Regions from separate parts of the Podarcis muralis genome. Here region 1 is linked to region 2. The links are chromatin contacts, called in public Hi-C maps. All regions are on one chromosome and are shown on one strand. Each heading gives the region's core, a stretch centred on a gene start, on an enhancer-like site or on the middle of the called end of the contact. The rest is flanking DNA. Distances are from core to core; before and after follow the strand shown.

Region 1 (5,076 bases), core at 1,747-4,246, 150 kb after region 2:
TTTTGAGGTTTTGTATTTCTTCCAATATGAAACTACTCAAACTCTTCAATCTTCATCTTAGCCCCTCCTTCAGGTACTGCCTCTGAGGAAGGTTTAAAGTGTCTCAACAAGGAATAGGGCCTTTTCAGTTGTGGCTCCTTACTAGTGGAATGCTGTCCACAGTGAGGTCTAGATGGTGACATCTTTAACATCCTTTTGGTGACAGGTAAAAACTTATTTCTTTCCCCAGAGATGTGATGGATTAAGATGTTTTTGCTGCTTGTTGGTTATAAGTTTTTGCTGTTTAATTAAGTCTATTTTGTACAAATTTTATTGTAAGGCATTGTTTCTTCTTATTTGGTACGTTATACACTTTATAAGTTCATACTTTATACGCTTAAAATTTTGTAAGGGGCAACTAATAAATTAAATATTAATATTTTATTGTTATTCACAGGACTTATTAGTCTCTTTTTCACAACGTGTAAACTTAAAGTGACTTACAATATAATGTAATAAATAACCATCATTATCAAGCTTTGCTTCCTTGTTTGTTGCAGAGAAACCCAATCATCAAAAAATCATGTCATTCACAATTAACATGTGTATATTTAAGCCTTTTGAACTTCTGCGCCTTTTGTATCCATGTTCAAAAAGTGTAATTCAAGTCTGCCATACAATATTTCAATCATATTCCAGGAAGAAGCTGTTATAATCCTAGAGACAGAATAAACCATTTCCCATACAATTCACCATTGCTAAAATAAAGAAGATAAGAAATAATATGCATTATTATGAAATCAGACTGTTAAATTTAATCAAATGAAGGGGACAAAACAGCAAATTAGATTAGTAAAGCAGGAATCCTGTTTTCACAGTGGCCAATCAGATGTTGCATTAAATTTTATGCATTCCATTTATCCCCCTGTCCAAATGTTAATTTCTCCGGATTAGAAAAATCAGTACTATTTTCCTTCAGTGCAGAGCCTTATAGGCAATATTCATAAAACAAATGATCTCTTGAAAGTCTTATAAAGTGTCTGCAGCCTTCAAGTGCTTTGTAGTGAAGGCTCACATTTTTCTGTGACCTGCAAGTTAGGGTGTCAAACTCAAGTGAAATTGGCTAGTAGCCCAATTGTGACTAGCTTCTTCAGAGAGGGAGGAAACCATAACAGTCCCACCCCAACTGTGCCATACTGACCGAGAAAAACACTGGGTGTGTATCTCTGAGCTGCTGGAACTGTCAGCTCCATGCAATATATAGAGCATGCACTTTGCCAGAAATGCAGTGTGATGAAAGACTTTCTATTCTGCATAATGAATATACCTTAAATAGCAGAGAGCTCCGTGGAATCTTCAACAATACGTTTATTGGAAACACAAGCCTTTATGGGCCAGGGACCATACCCTCCGATGCAATACTGGCGACAGATCTAGAGGATATTTTTCACTTTCTGAAAGCATTTTTTATTTGGGTCTACGCTGAGTAAAGCTTAGTTGACTACCACCCTGGTTCTGCAGTGAAAGGTTGCATGTTTGATCCCCGTATGGGACAGCTGCCTTGGGGTCCCTTCTAGCCCTAACCTCAGTTGGCAAGTGTGCATTTGTCCAAAGTGTGGCCAGAAACCCTCTCCCCCACAATGCAAGATACACCACATTCCTGTTCAGAGTGTGACTTAAAATGAGATCCAGACAAACTATAAAAGATCCAACCAGAGGAGACATGAAACACTCCCACCTGGGAATGAACTGATAAAAAGGTAGCTCAAACTCAAACTCAAAGAGGGAGTTAGCCAATCCCAAATCGCCTTGTGTATAGTAATACAGAAACATGGTAGGTTACACAATTTAAAAGTGAAATGAAATCACCACTAAGCCCGAGTTTGGAAGTGTCAAATCTCCCTATTAATTCTAAGTTGGCAGCTTCAGGCGGGACTCTGCCTTCGAAACTTCTTTGCTGATTTGAGTCTGAGAGTCTTTATAGGTGCTTTTGCTGAAACAAGCTCCCTGAAAGACTCAGAAGAGTTGGTGGGGCCCAACCTGATCTTGTCTGAGTTGCATTCTTCCGAGCCAGGATTCCAAGCTGGCAGGAACAAATAACAACAACAATGTTCGCAAGTGACCTTTCCTAAAAAAAGATTCCCAAGGAGAGATCAGGAAAAAAGGAAGAGGAAAGAGAGAGGGGCTTGGCAGCTGCGTCCAACGTACAGTGGTACCTCGGGTTAAGTACTTAATTTGTTCTGGAGGTTCGTTCTTAACCTGAAACTGTTCTTAACCTGAGGTACCACTTTAGCTAATGGGGCCTCCTGCCTCCGCTGTGCGATTTCTGTTCTCATCCTGAAGCAAAGTTCTTAACCTGAAGCACTATTTCTGGGTTAGTGGAGTCTGTAACCTGAAGTGTATTTAACCTGAAGCGTATGTAACCCCAGGTACCACTGTACTTTGGGTTTGCTCCAAGTCGACTACAGCACAAGCCCCTTTTAATTTGTCTGTTGCACCCAATTCTGTTGGGTTTTTTTGGGCTCTTCTTTCGGTAGGGCACCCCAGGAGCAAGTGTCTTGACTGGGGCGAGCGACCTGCCTGTCCCACAGCTAGAAGATTTACAACAGCTACTTTTTTTTTTTTTAAGGAAGAAATAACTCGATGCAATAAATAAATGTTAAGAAATGTGTCAGAGGAGGTCAGGCACGAGGTAGCCTGGGACCAAGTTCAGTTTGGCATTACATAAGCCCCCTCGAAGCCCCCTCCAGCCTGAAGCAAAACCTGACAGAACAAGCCCCGCAACTCAAATGGGGGACGAAAGGTCAAATCCCCCCCCCAAAAAAGCCCAAAGGTCACTCGCCCCCCCTCCCCTTTTACCTGGCAACGGGAGCAAGGCTCGCCCCCCTCCCGCGCTCAGCCTCGCCGGCGTCTTCCGCCCCTCGCTCTCGCCCAACCAAGAGGAGGCAGGTATCACTTCCGCCGCCTCTCGAGCGCCTTCCTCTCACCATCCACGCGCTCCGCCATCGCTGGTCAGGGCAAAGGGACCAGCCGGCGTCAGAGACTCTCTCTGCGCGTGCGCCGCGGTTAACTCCGCCTTTACCCCCTCCCACCATCACGCCGTCTCTTCCCTGCGGACGTTGGAAAGCCTTTCGGTTCATTCCCGGGCTCGTTGCATAGAGATAGGAAAGAGCGGGAGTGGTCGAGGGAGCAGAGGTGCAAGTCGACCGCCAGGGGCAGGCTTCGTTGTTTTATTTATATGTTGAGGTTCTTGGCTGAGTGTGGGGATTTGAACCCTGGTTTCCCAGGTTCTAGTCCAGCAATCTAACCCCTGTACCACACTGGTTTAGTAAGGCATCTTAAAAAGCAGAGACATCACCTTGCCAACAAAGGTCCGTAATAAGTTCAAGCTATGGTTTTCCCAGTAGTGATGTACGGAAGTGAGAGCTGGACCATAAAGAAGGCTGATGGACGAAGAATTGATGCTTTTGAATTATGGTGCTGGAGGAGACTCTTGAGAGTCCCATGGACTGCAAGAAGATCAAACGCATCCATTCTTAAGGAAATCAGCCCTGAGTGCTCACTGGAAGGACAGATCCTGAAGCTGAGGCTCCAAGACTTTGGCCACCTCATGAGAAGAGAATACTCCCTGGAAAAGACCCTGATGTTGGGAAAGATGGAGGGCACAAGGAGAAGGGGACGATAGAGGACGAGATGGTTGGATAGTGTTCTTGAAGCTACCAACATGAGTTTGACCAAACTGCGGGAGGCAGTGGAAGACAGGAGTGCCTGGCGTGCTCTGGTCCATGGGGTCACGAAGAGTCGGACACGACTAAGCAACAGAGATTCCCCTCCAAAACACACTCATGCAATCATAGAATTGTAGTGTTGGAAGGGACCACGAGGGTCATCTGGTCCAACCCCCTGCAATGCAGACATCTTTTGCCCAATGTGGGGCTCGAACCCATTACCCTGAGATTAAGATTTCAGCCTTCTTGCGAATAGACTTGTGCCTGTTTGCTCAGCAGTAAAAGAAGAGTCGTCTTCGGGAGCCATAATGACTTAGTAAATTTATTATGACACATGCTGGTGTCCAAAAAATTTGGAGGGCACCTAAGGCTGCAGTCCTCTATGCACACTTAACCTGAGAGTAAGTCCCTTGAACTCAACAGGACTGCCTTCTGAGCAGACGAAGATGGCACAGTTAGCCACTACTCTACACTAGATTAGGTGCTTAACAGTGCAATGCCAGAAGTTAAGTCCTTCAGAGTTTGATGGGACTTACTCCCAGGTTAATGGTGTATAGGGTTGCAGCCTAGCAATCTGCGTTCTTCAAGGGCGTCTCCATTGCTTAGCCTTTAAAATGATGTTGCAGCAAAGACCCGATAAATGTGAACTATTTGGAACATTTGTACCCTGCTCTTCAGCTCCCTGAGTGGTTCACATACAATCAAAAGAAGACAGTCCCTGCCTGCAGGGTTATGATATAAGAAAAACATGGCACGTGAAGGAAAAAGGATACAAAGGGAAGAATCAAACCCAGGCACTACGTTGCTCTTGCAATGACCAGCTGGCTTAATTCCTGGGGCACAAAGTGCCTATCAAGCTGATCTTTCAGCTAATGTGAGTGAGCTGTGTTTTCCATCTTCCCCACTGAAGCAGTCTGATGGAATGGCTGCTCCCAGGTCAGGAAAGGAAGAAGAGGGCTGATAGGCATTATAACCTAAACACTACTGTAAACACTGACTCCCAAGTAAGTCCCATTGTGCTCAATGGAATTTCCTTCTGCATAGGCATGCATAGCTTTGCACTGCTAGAATAGCAAGCAGCTGAGCAGAGCAGAGCAGAGCAGAGCAGAGCAGAGCAGAGCAGAATAGTTTCTGCCCAGTGGCAAACTGTGCCACATGGAAGCTTGCTAGACTACTAGAGCTGTTGGTACAATAGCGTAGTGGATATAATTTTATAGATTATAGCTTGGGTATATAAAACATTTATAGGTCACATAATAAACCTGAATAATTTAAGAAGATAGAAATTAACAGCAACTCCCATGGTGATACATGCTGTTAGAAACTGAAATATGAAAGCTAGAAGCTAAATGGACCTTAAACCTAGGTT
Region 2 (5,150 bases), core at 1,352-3,851:
TAAGAATCCTGAATTTCATTTATTGTTTTTGCTGGAGCACTGTTTTAAAATAAAACTACTTCTCTTCATTGATATGGATACCAGCTGCTGAAGAGGCAAGCCACTGAACAGAGACTTATCTCTTGGGCAGCAGGAAGTGCTGCCATGAAAACAAATGAGCAATTCTTTGGTGCATACATGGATCCCGACCTAAACATGATGACCCCAACCCAATAGTTCTGCCGATGATACAATAATCCCAGCATTGTAGCTGGGCTCACGTCCAACCTTGAAACAAACAACAGTCACCAGAACTGCTGCAAAGTTGCAGCCACCCTTATCCCACGGTAACAGGTTGTACAAGACAAAAAAAATTCCTTCCAGTAGCACCTTAAAGACCAACTAAGTTAGTTCTTGGTATGAGCTTTCGTGTGCATGCACACTTCTTCAGATACCAAGAACTAACTTAGTTGTCTTTAAGGTGCTACTGGAAGGAATTTTTTTTGTTTTGACTATGGCAGACCAACACGGCTACCTATCTGTAGGTTGTACAAGGGCTCTCTAGGAAAAGTGGAGTTGATACTGCCCCCTTTCTAATCCTATAGTTACCAATAAGCTAAAAAAAATCCACCTGTATATCGTATATCCTCTTGCAAAACAGAAAGGCGACTTTTATAGTCCACAGCAGTGCCGGATTTACATATAAGCTAAACAAGCTATAGCTTAGGGCCCCACGCTCTTGGGGGCCCCCAAAAAATTAAAGGGGGGAAAAGCTGGATGTACATTTCCAAAACATAAGATAAAAAACAAATAAAATAAAACCTACATACAGCGAAAGTGTTTTGTGTTATGTAGGCTCCTATGATGTAAGTAATGGGCCCTGCCTACTAGTCTGAGAGCCAGTGTGGTGTAGTGGCTAAGAGCGGTACGACTCGTAATCTGGTGAACCGGGTTCGCGTCTCTGCTCCTCCACCTGCAGCTGCTGGGTGACCTTGGGCTAGTCACACTTCTCTGAAGTCTCTCAGCCCCACTCACCTCACAGAGTGTTTGTTGTGGGGGAGGAAGGGAAAGGAGAATGTTAGCCGCTTTGAGACTCCTTTGGGTAGTGATAAAGCGGGATATCAAATCCAAACTCCTCCTCCTCCTCTTCTTCTGCTCCCTAAAATATCACATATAAAGGGCCCCATTACCTTCAGTAGCTTAGGGCCTCATCAAACCTAAATCTGGCCCTGGTCCACAGGTATCTCTGCTCTGCTTACAAAGCTCAAGAAGCCATCTCTAAGGTAAACCTTGGGCTTAGGAAGACTGAATACAGTAGCATTTAGAACACAGAATATCACAGAATATCCTGTGTGACACCTTTTGGTTTCCTACAATTCCTCCCTCCCCAAAGAGTGGAGACTCACCAACAAAAGCAGGAATCGCCTGTCATAAAAATCCGTCGCCTGGATGACAAACATTCTTTTCCCACCTCCACTGCCATGGCGTACTGGAGCTGCAAAAATCAAATCCACGTGTTAGCGCAAAGCCAGCTGTGGTTTCTGTGACCCAGTCAAGCCGACAAAGAGACTTTCGGTTGTGTTCTCCTGTTTTTGCACATTCCCACATAGCTATTCTTGCAAAGCAAAAAACCGAGACTGTGGGGTGTGTGTGTGTGTGTGTGTTTGGGGGGGGGGGCTATTGGGCTGTTGTTTTTATTTTTATTATGTATTTTGTGGTTTTATATCTTGGTTTTATTCTGTGAACCGCCCTGAGACTCCTGGGGTTTAGGTATATAAATTCAACAAATAATAAATAATAATAATAAAGGGACTTGTCCAGCTCTGACCCAGCCGAGACAGGGTTGCTTTGCTATTTATTTTCATCATTGGCATGCCTTTGAAAGCATACCCTTCCTCCGAGAAAAGTAGCCCTTGGGGGAAGGACTGCGATTGAGTGGCAGATGCCCCCTGTGGAACGCCCTCCCAGCACATGTCAAGGCAATAAACAACTATTTTACTTTTAAAAGACAAGTGAAAGCGTTCCTTTTTAGGGAAGTTTTTAATGTCTGATGCTGTATTGTTTTTAATATCCGGCTGGAAGCCACCCAGAGTGGCTGGGGAAACCCAGCCAGATGGGTGGGGTATAAATAATAAAATTATTATTATTATTATTATTATTATTATTATTATTATTATTATTATATGCATGGCTGGCCCAAACCAAGCAGGTTAGGAGGAACCTTCACCAGTTGAACTTCTGCCTGCGCAATAGGTTTCCCAGGCAGTGGAGTCACGGCAATTAGATATAATACGATTAGATATTATATGTAAAATTATTATTATTGCACATATATGGTGGCAACGCCCCCCCCCCACAGACACACCGTAAAACTCAGCGATTGTCCCAAATCCTCAAGGTCAACCAGACGGGAAACCCCCCACCCCACCCCACGGATCCCCCCCGTCCCCTAGGGAAGCCATACCGATGAGCACAGAGCGGCCAGCGGCCCGCGCAGGCAGGGAGAAGCGACCCCAGAGACCCGGGCCGGGAAAGGTCCTCCTGGCCGCGAAAGCAGCCGCCGCTCGGAGCAGGAGGCTCATGGCCGCCATGCCTGCGACTGGCAAGGTAACAGCGAGGGAAGGTGACTCGTGTTCGGCGGGCGGGGCTGAAGGCACGTCGCCGCCATCTTTAGAACGGGCGCCAGGGCGGCGCGTAGATTCACTAATAGAAGACTGCCACGTAGAGCCGGTTTCCGAGTTCAATGCGCCGCTCGCAGAACCCGACGGGGTTTCTCTATTAGATGCTCGTAGGAAGTGCAGTTGCGACTCTTCCCGTCTTTCTCCCCCAGGCAAAAGATAAGCGGCAAAGAGTTGTTGTTGTTTTAATTCGGGTCCTATTCACGAGCATAGTCAGGATTTTTGTTAGGGGGCGCAGAACCGACGTGATTGGTCAGTTAGTTATGTTTTACTATGGTTTTACTTGATCTAAGTTGCCCCACGCCCACAGCCTTGGCAACGCCTATGGTCCTATTGCATGCAAAATCCTTTAAAGGAAAAAAAGGCTGTATTTCTCCAGTAAGCACCACTGAATTCAAATAGGCTTACTTCCGAGTAGACACTGTAAAGACTGTACTGGATAAGAGCGTAAGAGCGATTCATGCAAGTGGTTGTTTGGTTGTAAGTCGCTTTGGGTTGCCTTGCGCAAGATAAAGCGACATCATGTTGTTATCATCATTATCATTATCATCATTATGATTCCCTGCAACTCAATCCACTATTCATATTGCACATTATAAATCAGAGCCCAAATCTCTTTTAAGCATCAGCTGGATGCTCTGTTACACAGAGTTACACTTCACTGACTTGCACCAATAATAATAATAATAATAATAATAATAATAATAATAATAATAATAATAATAATAATAATAATGGAGGCCTTGAGCAGTGTTTGCATCTGAAGAGTTCATTTGTGAATGTTTAAAAAGCTAAATCAAAGCAACCCCTCAAAAATGAGATCTGAACAAGAGCAGGAAAGGCTCGCTATGTTTCGTTTCTTGGCGGAGTCCAGCCACTGCTCAGTGACTGTCAACGGTAAAAATCCTGAATTTCTCAATCCAATGCGATTTTCACGTCAGCCAAAACGGATTTAAAAATACACGATGAGCTGGATTCATTTTCTTGCTTATAGTTCACGAAAGGCTGCTCGTGGTGTCGCTTTTTAAGGTGCCCAAAGACCGACGTTTTTACTGCGGAAGGCGACCTCGCACGGTCGCCTCTTCGATTTTTCTTGTATATGCGCTCGAAGGCAAGGAGCGTTGTGGGGAAAGGAAAAGTTAGACACATAGCGCTTCCTTCTCAAACTGAACCGTTTCCCCTCCACCCTCTTAAAGGATAATAGGGGAAGGAGGTCCGCTCTAGGAATGCTCAGCGCTGCGGAGGGTAGACCCTGCTCTGAACCCAAAGGAAACCCCAAGGAAGAGCGGCTTCCGACCCAAACCGGAAGCTAGGCCTGCGTGCCCCTGCGTACTTCCTTCGCAATCTCTATGGGCCTGGGCCGACGCCTTCCGGCGGCGGCCGATGAGCATTGTGGGAAACGGGAGATGTCATGGCGGTGGCGGCGCTTTGCCGGCCGTTCTCGAAGCTCCTGAGGTTGGCTGCAGCGACCTGGGGCGGCTCGTCGGCGTCCTCTCCTCCCAGGTGGGCAGTCGCCGGGCGGGAGGAGGGAGGCGCCCTGCGACCTCCGCTTTACCGTGTGCCTTTTATTCCTTGAATTCCCCCCGTGCCGAGTTCAAGCCAAGCTACTTTTTCAATGCTTAATGTTTCATTACGTTTTTTATATATATTATATTTATTTATTTATTTATTTATTTATACCCCGCCCAAGCTACTTTTTCAATGTTTACTGTTTCATTGCGATATATATATATATATATTATTTATACCCCGCCCAAGCTACTTTTTCAATGCTTAATGTTTCATTACGTTTTTATATATAACAACAACAACAACAACAACAATAATAATAATAGTAATAGTAATAATAATAATAATAATAATTTATTTATTATTTATACCCCGTCTATCTGGCTGGGTTTCCCCAGCCACTCTGGGCGGCTCCCAATCAAGTGTTAAAAACAATACAGCATTAAATATTAAAAACTTCCCTGAAGCCTTCAGATGTCTTTTAAAGATAGGATAGCTGCTTATTTCCTTCACATCTGAAGGGCATCCACAGGGCAGGGCCCTACCGAGAAGGCCCTCTGCCTGGTTCCTTGTAACCTCACTTCTCGCAATGAGAGAACTGCCAGAAGGCCCTCGGCGCTGGATCTCAGTGTCCAGGCTGAACGATGGGGGTAGAGATGCTCCTTCAGCTATACAGGACCGAGGCCGTTTAGGGCTTTCTGTTGGAAGCCGCCCAGAGTGGACAATATGGGATTGGGGGGGCAACTCCCATCTCTTGCGGGGGTGCAATTAGTACCAGCACCGTCCATTAAGAGTTTGGGTGTAATCTTCGCCACCATCCTTTCCACGGAGGCGCAGATTGCAGCTATAACAAAGGCGGCATTTTTTCATCTCCGCCAAGCTAAGCAGTTGGCTCCTTACCTCTCTCGCCCTGACCTAGCCACTGTGATCCACACGACGGTCACCTCCAGACTGGATTATTGTAACTCGCTCTACATGGGGCTG

Evidence for each region. A called contact is a pair of places that touch in the nucleus more often than the background predicts.
Region 1: a contact with region 2 is called in a Hi-C map of tail, with 2.5 times the contacts expected there. The contact joins the promoter of MFN1 here to the promoter of NDUFB5 in region 2. A contact is called at or near these places in 2 of 3 Hi-C or Micro-C datasets (blood and tail).

What each region holds. Positions count from the first base shown.
Region 1 is chr6:11,133,249-11,138,324 of rPodMur119.hap1.1, forward strand. It overlaps MFN1 (mitofusin 1), which reads right to left and starts at 2,997. Exons shown (of 18, transcript XM_028731620.2): 1 at 2,839-2,997. The coding sequence starts at 2,969.
Region 2 is chr6:10,985,347-10,990,496 of rPodMur119.hap1.1, forward strand. It overlaps NDUFB5 (NADH:ubiquinone oxidoreductase subunit B5), which reads right to left and starts at 2,602. Exons shown (of 6, transcript XM_028731628.2): 1 at 2,444-2,602; 2 at 1,386-1,474. The coding sequence starts at 2,570. It overlaps MRPL47 (mitochondrial ribosomal protein L47), which reads left to right and starts at 4,003. Exons shown (of 7, transcript XM_077929751.1): 1 at 4,003-4,160. The coding sequence starts at 4,069.